Regions from separate parts of the Sus scrofa genome. Here region 2 is linked to region 1. A link is a contact called in public HiChIP or PLAC-seq data. All regions are on one chromosome and are shown on one strand. The core of a region is the stretch at or near the end of the contact, and the rest is flanking DNA. Distances in the headings are between cores, read along the strand shown. Region 1 overlaps SLCO2A1 (solute carrier organic anion transporter family, member 2A1). Region 2 has its middle 27 kb from the start of SLCO2A1.

Evidence for each region. HiChIP or PLAC-seq counts read pairs in DNA pulled down with a chosen protein or histone mark.
Region 2: a contact with region 1 is called in an H3K27ac HiChIP or PLAC-seq map of skeletal muscle, with 4 times the contacts expected there. The contact joins two enhancer-like sites. A contact is called at or near these places in 3 of 47 Hi-C or Micro-C datasets (epiblast stem cells and liver) and 1 of 2 datasets of contacts at active chromatin or transcription factors (skeletal muscle).

What each region holds. Positions count from the first base shown.
Region 1 is chr13:75,138,748-75,143,864 of Sscrofa11.1, reverse strand. The region is part of intron 3 of SLCO2A1 (solute carrier organic anion transporter family, member 2A1); the gene reads left to right. Among named protein-coding and RNA genes, the nearest start is that of SLCO2A1, 48 kb to the left of the region's middle. Within about 2 kb of position 1,279, at least 2 of the 83 cell types and tissues checked have an H3K27ac peak or open chromatin away from gene starts, as enhancers often do. A contact at or near this core is called in skeletal muscle, where this site is marked.
Region 2 is chr13:75,213,878-75,219,504 of Sscrofa11.1, reverse strand. No RefSeq gene overlaps it. Among named protein-coding and RNA genes, the nearest start is that of SLCO2A1, 27 kb to the right of the region's middle. Within about 2 kb of position 3,579, at least 11 of the 83 cell types and tissues checked have an H3K27ac peak or open chromatin away from gene starts, as enhancers often do. A contact at or near this core is called in skeletal muscle, where this site is marked.

The DNA.
Region 1 (5,117 bases), core at 30-2,529:
GGAAAAAAAAAAAAAAAAAAAGATGTATTTTTTCAGTCTCTTTCAGATTGTTTTTATTAGCGCAAATTTTGGGAATGCTAATCCTCCCACATTCCACTTATGCTTGCCCTTATTCATGGTGGAGTATTTCCTTTATGTTCTGTAATGTTTGACAGTGGGGTCATTAGCAGTGGGATGTTTCCTCCTGTGGAAATGTTGTGTGGTCTGGGTGGGAAAGAGCCCCAAGAATGGTTTCGTATTTGCATTTACTTGGCACCCTGGGAACATTGCTGCTTTGCAGCTAATTTTATGATGAGGTATTGGCTTGGGAAAAATTTGCATTTGTTTTAAGGGATGTAAGATGAGGCAGTGGTTTTGTAGGTGCAGCAAGTGAGAGGCCCAGTCCTGAAATGCTTATTCTTGGCCCAGGTATTAGATTTGAAGATGTCTGAGGATAGAAGGGCCACCCAGGGCTATACTGAAGGGTAACACATTCCTGTTTGCTTAAATATCAGCCTGGTTTTTTTTTCTCTCTTTTTTTTAGTTACATGTGCAGATCGGGTCCAAGGGATGAATCACTGAAATGCTAGGAGGGATTCCTTGATAGGTTGTGAGACCTATAGTGAGGGGGGGTAGGTGGCTGGAATGGAAAAAGAGTGGAGCAGGGACAGCGAGATCTAATGATGAGATGCTTGCTGAGTTATGGTCTTTTCTGCACCTCCATGGTAATCTCTAGTGAACTAGTCATGTCTCATAAATTCACTGTGGTGGCCTTGGATCTCTTTGGAGAATTTAAGGCTTCAAGGAGGCTCAGGAGGAAGACAGACCCAAACCCAGGGGTTCTGCCATGCTCTTTCTCCCCTTCTGTCTAGACAAGGAGTCAGAGGCTAGCTCTGTAGGAGAGTCACGGGCTGCTGGCCACCTTCAGAGAGCCGTGTGCCAAACCTACTCCAGACCCATGGTCCCTGCCCTTCCCCATCAGCATGAAGACTAGGCTAATGAAATCAGCAAGGGAGCCTGAGGTGCTGGGGACAGGCTGCGGGGACGGCATCCTGCCAGGCGCCACACACTGTGGCCTGCTTAGCCTGGGAGCTGGCTCCCCCCTGGCCTGGGCTGCATACCAAGGGCATTTGCTTCGCAAAGAGCAGCCACATGGAGGGTGGAGGGTGGTTGGAGCCGGGCGGGGCTCTGAAAGCAATCACTCTGCTCCCTGTTAGGGATGGTCGGCCACTTGGGTCCTTCCCATCACCATCGTCCCTGCTCCAAGGGAAACACTCTGCCTCAGTGTTCTCAGCCCCCCTCCACTGAGAGAGGAAGGAAGGGGACTATGGGAAGGACCACAGCTCGCCTCTCGGCCTGCAGGCAGGACTAGCTGGCCAGGAAAGTGAGCTTCATTGTTTTTTTGTTGTGTAAATTCTATTCACAACAACAGGATGCAATCTTCCTCATGCTGGCTGGGATCAGAGCAGCAGCTGGAAGTGCTCAGGGCTGGGCTACCTTCAGGGCATCTTCTTGGTGCCAGGGGGTGGGATGAGGAGGATTTTGGTCCAGGAGCCACATCTGTGGGCTCTAACTGAGGCTGTGGGTGCCAGTGCAGTGTGGGCATGTGCTGTGCTAATGCGTGCAAATACAAATAGTCCCAAGGTCTCACTTCGTGGGAAAAGTTTGAAATGCGGCTCTTACTTCCAGTGTATTCCTATGAGAACTTAGTTTTGAATTATGCAAGGTCATCAGGAACAAATGAATTTCATTAATTGCGCCACTCTGAATGGCGTCATGAATCTAGGAATGGTCTGGCATTGGATGGTCCTGGGTCTGAGGCTGGGCTTTGAGACCCCCTAACGGCACAGCCCTGGGCCCCTTCCTACACAGCTGAGTCCCAGTTGCTCCCTCTATAAAACTGACCTCCCTCGCAGGGCTGCGGGGCCTGAAGGGCATGTGCTTCGAATTTAGCGAATGGCTGGCACGTGCAGTAACCATTAAGCAGTGGCGTTTAAAAGCAGCCGTGGAGACAGTACATGTATCATGCTGGGTAAACTAGGGTCCCAAATGAGGAAGCGCCTGCTTCCTGAGGAGAGTCTAATAGCTCACGGCCAATGGGCTGGGCATCCTGGGGGCATCTGAAGGCAGCTTCTCTCTGGTCCTCACCGAATATCTATATCCAACCTCTGCTCCAGGGGAGCAGGGCCCCTCCCTTGGTGTAGTCCTGGCTGCATCCTTGCGTGTGAGGCCGTAGGATTTCTCTCAACTGAGGCTTAGGCCGCTGCTCTGCTCTATTCCCAGACTCTCAAGTTGGAGCCACCTGGTGTGCTGGGTAGAGACAGAGCATAGACTTGGACATTCAAACCCCAGCCCAGCCATTTGCTTGCCAAGTCTCCTTAGGCAAGCTTCTACCTCACCTTTCTTTTTTTTCTTCTTTTTGTCTTTTTTTGCCTTTTCTAGGGCCGCTCCTGAGGCATATGGAGGCTCCCAGGCTAGGGGTCTAATCGGAGCTGCAGCCGTCAGCCTATGCCAGAGCCACAGCAACGCGGGATCTGAGCCACGTCTGCAACCTACACCACAGCTCATGGCAATGCCGGATCCTTAACCCACTGAGCAAGGCCAGGGATCAAACCCACAACCTCAGGGTTCCCAGTCGGATTCGTTAACCACTGAGCCACGACAGGAACTTCATACTTCACCTTTCTGAACCTCAGTTTCTTTATCTGTAAAATGGGAACAATAATAAATACCTCCTCTTGCAGCGTGTTCTGAGGGCAATATTAAGAGGAAGGAGTGCTCAGCCTGTGTTAGCTGCTCAGCACGTTTCTCTTTGCCGGCCCTTGATGTGGTATTTGAAATATCTTACTCATCAGTCACGACCCCCCAGACCTATTATCCTGTGTTGATGGCTGATTCCTTCCCCTGGAGCACAGCTGCTCCAGAAATGAACATGGGAAATGGAAACTAACTATGTGTTTTGGGAGGAAAAAAAAAATTAAAGAGGGGCTGGACATTGTGGGAATCACGGAGACCTTTAACAACTAATTGCTAATTTTAAAAAGGCCATGCAGACATTTATGAATGTTTAGATTTTTCTAAATGTCAGTGGGGTCCGGAAATCTGCCTGGCGCCTTTAGAGAAAAGACTAGCTACCCAGCCAAAGCCTCTAAGACGGCTTCTGGAAAACTCGAAGAGGTTTGGGCAGGTGGGAAACAAGCCAACGCGAGACCAGTTCTCCGGGGAGATAAGAGAAGGGTCTTCGGAAACCAGTGTCTGGGGGGACTAGGTGTAACCTGTGAGAGCTCCCAGCCAAGTCCAGGGGAAGTCGGCCCCATGCAGACAATGGATCCTCGAGGAAGGGGGGCTTCCTGAGGGCGAAGCAGGGCGGGGGGAGTCACTTGTATTTTTGGAGCAGTCAAGGGAAGAAAGGCAAGAATTGCCTGCTCTCCTCTATTCATGAAGTTGCTTGACCCTCACCCACACTCCTACCTCAGAGGTGTCCCTAGGCAGGGCGGGTGGAGGGGATCCCCAGGCTCTGGCATGACTGCAGCCCCTCCTCAGTGGAGAACAGGGGCTCTGAAGCAGACCGTACTCCATTGAGCCTCGGAGAGCAGCTCAGAGACCATGAGCTCAGGGCTGTTCAGGATGAACCCCCGGCCGTGGTGCGAGAGGGACACAGCTCTGAAGCTGTGGGGGGACGGGAAAGGCACATCATGTGCAGAGAAGGGAGTTGGGGGGGGGATTGTGTGCAGCTCTGTGCGGGAGGGAGGCATTTCTCTGTGTAGGCAGTGGCCTGGTGAGGGGAGGTGACCAATGTGGAGGTGAGGAGGGTGGGGTTGGGAGGTGCACGAGGGAGGAAATCTGCCGGGGGGTGGGGGTTGTGGGGAGTGTGGGGCGTCTGTGTGGATGTGGAGGCAGAGACAGGGGTGTATACACGTAGGGGGACGCGTGGCCAGGGTTGGGTGGGGGGGTGGAGGTGGGGTGTATGGGGGTAGGAGGAGTGTGTGTGTTGGGGGATGGGGGGTGGACGGTCGGGGGCGGGAGTTGCACAGCCTGGCCAGTTGGATCTATTTAACCTGAAAAGGAAGAGAAAACAACAAGAGGGGTTTGAGAAAATCACGAAACACATGGGTGTTATTAAGTCAACCGACGGAAAAAGAGCCCCAAACGGATGAGAACAACAAAGCTAATGAGCCTTGATGTGGAACATATTTTCAGTGCGCAGTATAGGGAAGAAGAGAAACGTGTGTGGAGAAGTGGCAGAAAGCACCAGGCCGCTGTGCTGCACATCAGCGGAAAAGCAGGCAAGGAGCGGGGGCCGCGGAGAACGGGCAACTCCATAGCAGTGGCCCCAGCAGCTGACCTGAGCACCGTAACCTCTGTCAGGCTCTCTTCACATCTATTTTGTGGGGGAGTCACCGTCCCCCTTGGCTGGCCTGGAAGTAAGATCCCTTGTTCTCCAGGGTCTCCTGCCTGGGCCCCAGTAGGGACTGAGCGTGACACTCCTTCCCCCAGAGGCTTGTTGGTCACATCCCTTGTTCAGGAATGGGTCAGGGGCAGCGGGGAGGACAGGCCTGCTTCAGGTCTGGTGTGTGGGGGGATGCCTGAGGGGCAAGCTGTGTCCCGCTCCCCTGGGGACAGTCATGTCTTGGGGACCCCTGGCAGACTGTGTGTCTGGGGCCCACCCAAGGCAGGGGGTGGAGGGGAGCACCTGGGGTGAGGAAAAGAAAGGCAGGTCACTATTCCAGTGGCTCTGGAAACCCCAGGAAAACTGTCAGGGGGTGGGGGGTAGCCCCACAGAAGCGGTGTGCCAATCCCTGCCCTGCTGGGGCTGTGGTTGAAGGAACCATTGTTGCCTCCAGCCAGGGGCCTCAGGCTCCTGAAGATTCCCAGAGGACACATGGAGGACCACAGATAGGAGAGGGAGGCTGATGCTGCCCACCAAGCCCAGATTCCTCCTGTGCCCCAAAGGCTTGACAAGAGAACCAGAAGGCACCTATGGGCAATGGGCCACCCACCAGGAGGCAGGAAACCAGCAGGGGCAGTTTCTTTCTCTCAGGAACAAAAGGACTTCAGGATTCAGGGCTTGGATTGGCTCCAACCTCAGAGGGATGTGCCCCTCGGAGGCCTCAAGACAGGAAACAGCAAAGAGAATG
Region 2 (5,627 bases), core at 2,330-4,829, 73 kb before region 1:
AGAGAAGGCATCTTGGGAATGCGGGCCCACAGAGGATGCTCAGAACTTCAGTCTAGGGAGACGTGCTGCAGAAGGAACAAGGGCGGGGAGGCTGGAGAACAGGAGGCACGCTTGGGAAAGGTCGAGCCATCCATATTGACTGCGGGGCAGGGTATTTGGGGAAAAAATGATCAGCTTCAGGACACTTATTTAGCACCAGCTGTATGCAAATGCTGTGCCAGGTTCTAGAGACAAAGGTAGAGGAGACTTGAGAGTTTATCGAGTTTATGCTGCTCATTTTCCCAAGAGATGTACAGAGGCCCTGCTCTGTGGCACACACTGTGGGTTCCAAGGGGAATAAAGCATGGTCCAAGGCTTTGAGAACTCACTGGCCACAGGAAGGCTTCTGGAAGACAGACACACAAGGAATGCAGAGGGCTGTGGGAGCTGCCCGGTGAGGGCTCCTGCTTCGTTCTCGACTCCCAGCCTAATACTCCAGCATGCCCACCTCCAGAGCCCTTATGCCGGGATCCTCACACCCAAGGGAGTCTCTGCACCCCAGAATATGCATGTGTGTATTCCCCCTCTGCCGTCAAAAATTCTCAGAGGAACCAGCATCCCCAGGGCAAGCCCGCATCTTGGCCTGTGCAGGAGTTCAGAGCTCAGTTTATCTGGGAAAAGAATCCCAGGGCTCTGGATTTCAGAATCAAGGATGCTGAGAACGTCTTCAGACCTTGCCTGACGCCTTATTCTGAGGGTCTTGCTGTGCCCTCAGGCAGCAGAGAACCCCAGTCTAGCAGCTTCTCTGCTCCACATTGACAATTGCCACTGGCTACCTCAGTGTCCTCTCCTAGGATGACCTGAGCCTGAAAAGAGTCTCACCTGTGCAGCTTCCTGTGGCCCCCAAACACTTTCTTTGGCCCTAGTAGAGCAGCTGTGTTTTCCATTTCACAGCTGAGGCCACTGAGGCTTGGGGAGGGTGAGGGTGGACTTCCTTTTAGCTTGCGTTCCTTTCCACACCCAGGCCCTGCCTGGTAGCCCCCTCTCCTACCCATCACCCATTGAATTCTACACAGGCCACGTGTGCTCTCTTCCTATGCAACGGGAGTGGTTTCCAAAACCAAATGTGAGGTTTCCTGAAAGGTGCTCTGGGACTGCCAGCTTTCACAGGCTGGGGCAGGGCCCTGCCCAGGAAACCCTGAGCCAGTACTGGCTGGCGTGCAGTGCTGACCCCGGCCTCAGAGGCCTTCCTCTCTTCATCAGGGAAGGATGCTGGGGAGGGTGAAGGAGGCTCTGGGGAGCCAAGGCCCTTCTGGGAACCATCCTAGGAGAAATGTCCCTCCTGCCTGGCCCTGCCCAGTGCTGGGCCATGCCCATACTTCAGCAGGATTTGGTGCTGGGAAGAATGGGCCTTAGCTCCTGGGCCTTGCAGAAGGCAGAGGTAAGCACATTCCAGGGCCTGGCCTTTCTGCCTCAGTTGGAAACTCACAGCAGAAGGAAGGCTTGGGCCTCCCCCCTGGGCTGCACGGAGCCGGCAAAGGGCAGGGTGTGGGGACTGACAGCCTCCCCTCTGCTGGGCAAAGCTCTTGGAGCTTTGCTTGGCTTCTGTTGAGCAGGAAATGACCTGGGAGCCTCCCTCCCCAGGTGCTACAAGGCCCCAGGCCCCTGCCTGCTCCTAGGGCCTGGGCCCCAGCCATTGAGCCTTCTGAGAGAAGGGCGTGCATCTCTGCTGGTGGATAAGACACAGTGCTTCTGGTCCCACCTCCTGTCTGGATGTCCCCAGTGGTCCTGCCTGATGTCCCCCATCAAGGTACACGGGCCTTCTCTGTCCCTCACAGCTTGGCCAGCTCCCTCCTCCGCCTGGAGCAATCTCTCCTCCATCTTCCCCCAGTGATTCTACTCATCCTTCAGCCCCAGCTCTCCTCTCCCTTTCCCGGAACATCTTTGTGGATCCGGGGATGGCTGGTCCCTCTGTCCCATGCCCTGGCCTTTTCCTCCAGAGCAAGCCTCAAGGTCAAAGTTAATGACCTGAGGTGGACCCACTGACCTCCCCTTTCCAGTCACAGGAGGGTAAGGACAGTGCCCGCCTCTTGTGTGCCGGGCCAGACACAGTAGGAGCTGCCCAACTGTGTTTATTGGGTGAGTTAAATGTTCTAGTAGGGTTGGGATTTCTAGAAGTTACTGTCATGAGGCCTTGCAGGCACTTGGGGTGTAAGGAAGTGGGCATGGCCCAGAGCAGGTCCTTTAAGACAGGGTGGGGTCAGGGAGTGTGGGCTCACATGGACGGGATACTAAGGCATGGGGCTGGGCAGCGAGATGGGAGGACAGCTAGTCCAAACAGGACACAGTGTCTTACCACAGGTCTGCAGAGAGAGGAGAGCCTTGTGGACGGGGCAGTGCCCTGCAGAGGATGGCCAGAAGCAGATGCCCTCATGCCTTCATGCCACCCAGGGCCACCAAAAGTCCCGTCTTACAAAAGAACTTCCTCCTTGCAGGAGGCAGCAGTGGACTCAAAGGCAGGGGGTTTGGACCCCGTCCTGTCTCTTCTCTGGAGCCCCGCTTTCCTCATCTGCAAAGTAGGGACCTAAATGATGGGGTTATTGGGAGGTCAGCTGAGAGAATGTTCTTGAAAGGCAAGTCAAATGTCATCTTGCTTTTTCCTTCTTTGCAGAATCATGGGCCAGAGGTGAGGCCCACGGGAAGCGTTCATCACTGTCTGGGCACTCGCCCTCCAGCGGTGGTGAAGGGTCACTAACCCTGCTCCTGTGACTCATGTGCTGGGAAGAAACAGGTTCCTGCACACACTGCAGAGGTGAGGAGAGGTTTCCTTGCCCTCCCAGCCTGGTTGTTGAACAAACATGAACCCAGCTTTTCCCAGGGACCAGGCACTGGCAGATGGAATGATGCTCTGCCCTCAAAAGGCCCCCTTTCCTGGGCTCTGGGAGGCCTGAGCCCTGGAGGGGAGCAGACATTTTCTAGAAGAACCAGCTCAGACTGAGACCTTGGTGGGAGACCAGGGCCCCGCCAACACTCGCTCCTTGGAGGTAGTGCCGGTCACTGGCTGTCAATCCTTCTCTGTAGGTCTCCAGCCCAGAGTCTCTGAAACCCTGGGCTCCTAGGGCCAACTACCCCCGATCCTAGGAGCACCAACCTCCCCTGGCCCCCACCTCACCTCCAAGGACAGCGGCTCAGGCCTCCTGGTCTTTGGCCATAATCCTGGAGACCCCTCTTTCTCTCACGGCCCACACCCTGCCAACCAGTCCTGTCCATCTTGCCTTCATATAGACACCCAAAATTAATCAATAGGGACAGAAAGCAGGCCCGAGGTTGCCTGCAGTGTCAGCAAGGGTGACGGGACAAAGGCACACAAGGAAACGTCTGGGGATGACTGGAAGGTTAAGTAGCCCGTCTGTGGCGATGGGGTGATGGGTGTGTTTGGACATTAGCACTCATTCACCCGGGTCCTTCATGTGGCGTTTAATAAGCCACTTGCACTTTGATAAAGCTGTTGTTTAGTAAAACAAACAGATGTTTCCAGTGACCTCTGTGAGACCCGGGACAAGTCCCTCCCCCTCTCTTAGCCTCAGCTTCCCCAGCTGTAAGGTGGGGGCCTCTCAGGGACTTCCAGCTGGACCATCTGATTGCTCATCCACCGTGACCACCCCCCCCCCCGCCTCCCCGAAACACACATGTCCTTCAGAAGCAGTGCCCTTCTTGTGTGGAAGGCATGAGGCCATGTGGCCCAGGTTCGTCCCAGCACTTTTCTGACCCTGGCTCAGCTCACCAGCTCTGCCTGCAGAAGTGGCTCAGACCAAGTGCTTGCTTAGAGAGAGCTGGATGCCAGGAATCAGGGCCAAGTCATAGGAAAAGAAGGAAGTGAGTAACCCCGCCACTCCACAGCTCCCCAGGCTCCTCTCAGGCCCAGAAAACCGTCAGAAAGCCGGAGCAGCACAGAAGTTTTGCCAAGACCCATGTCTGAGGGATGGAGGAACTGAGATCCAGGGAGTCGTTGTCTCTCAAGTACGCAGAGCTGGAACCTGGCAGAGCTGATGCTGCAAATGCAGGTTGCTGTTAACAAGACTTACCGCAGTGACCATTCGCAATGTATGCAATTATTACGTTGTTCATCCAAAATGAATCTAGTTGTATATCAATTATATCTCAATTATTTTAAAGAAGAAAGAGGTGCAGGCTCCTAGACTCCTAATCCAGTGCTCACCCACAGCCCCCTCCTCTGAGAGTTGGAAGACATGAAGCTAATCCCTGGGTTCCTGGACCTCACTGAGCTGGTCCCCCCATGACCTCGGGCTCTGCCTTTGGGGCCTCACTGAAGGCTGCACCCACCCCTGAGACCTGTGTGCTCCGAGGGCTCCCATTTGGGGCAGGAGGACAAGGGCTCAGAGCCTCCATCTGAGACAGGGTTCAGGCCCTGGAGGGACCTGGACAGGCCCAGGCAGGATCGAGCATCTATTCCCTGCTAAGTGCACCTCCCCCTCCTCCATCCATCAGCCCTGTGAGGGGGCACTCACCAACAGCCCTGTGAGGCTGGCCTCACTAATCCCGCTTTACCCCATTTTCTCAAGGAGAAAGCTGATACTCTGAGCATGGAAGTGGCTTTTTCTGCCTCAGAGCTGCTCACTGGGAACACCAGGACTAGAACGCAGTCAGCCCCTTTCCATAGACTTTCCAAAAAGGAGGAGGAGGAGACAGGGAGAGGGAGAAACAGCAGCCACAGCAGCAGAGCCTGGCCCTTTCGGCATCAGGACCACCTTGTCCAGGCCACTGTCTGGATTCCTTCAGAAGCTCTTAGCTAGTGTCTCTGTTTCTCTCTGTTCCCTCGCCATCTGTTCTCAGCACATCAGCAGCAATCCTACTAGAATGTCATCAGACCATGCTCCGCCCGCCTTTGCTCAGAGCCCTGCAGATGGTCCCACTTCTGAGAGCCAAGCCCAGGTCCTCAAGTGGCCTGGAAGCCTGATCCAGCCAGCCCTATTTCACTCTGATTTTCCCTCTGCACCCTCCTTCTGCCCGCCCAGTCACAGGACCAGGCGCCCTTCTGGCTCAGGGCCTTTGCACTGGTTCTCTCTGCCTGGAGCCCTTTCTCCAGGCATCCTCATACTCTAACCTCTTCTTTCCCTTGAGTCTGTGCTCCAGGACGCCTTCCCGGTATGGCAGCTTCTCCTCCCCAGCCCAGCATTCCTGATCACCCCTTCTTGCTCTGTTTCTTTTTTCCACAGCACTTACATATAACACAATTAACTTATTTATTAATTTATTGTTTGTTTCCCTCTGGAAGACTCTAACTTCAAAAGGCCAGGGGTCAGTCTCCTTTGTAAGCGGTGAATCCCGTTCATCCCCAAGAACAGCCCGGTGCCTGGCAGAGAGCAGGCCCCTGATAAACACTTGCTGAATAAATGAATGTGATGAGGGCCATTACTCTGGAAAGACAAGGGCTTGTGACTTGTCCTTATCAGGGTTCAGTGCACCCCTCCAGCGCTGACTGGCTGCTCAGTTTTACTTCCTTAAGCTTCCATTTTCTTTTCAATTTTTTTCTTGAAATTACTATTTTTTTATTAAAGTACAGCTGATTTACAATGTTGTCCAATTTCTGCTGTACAGCAAAGTGAACCAGTTTTACACACACACAC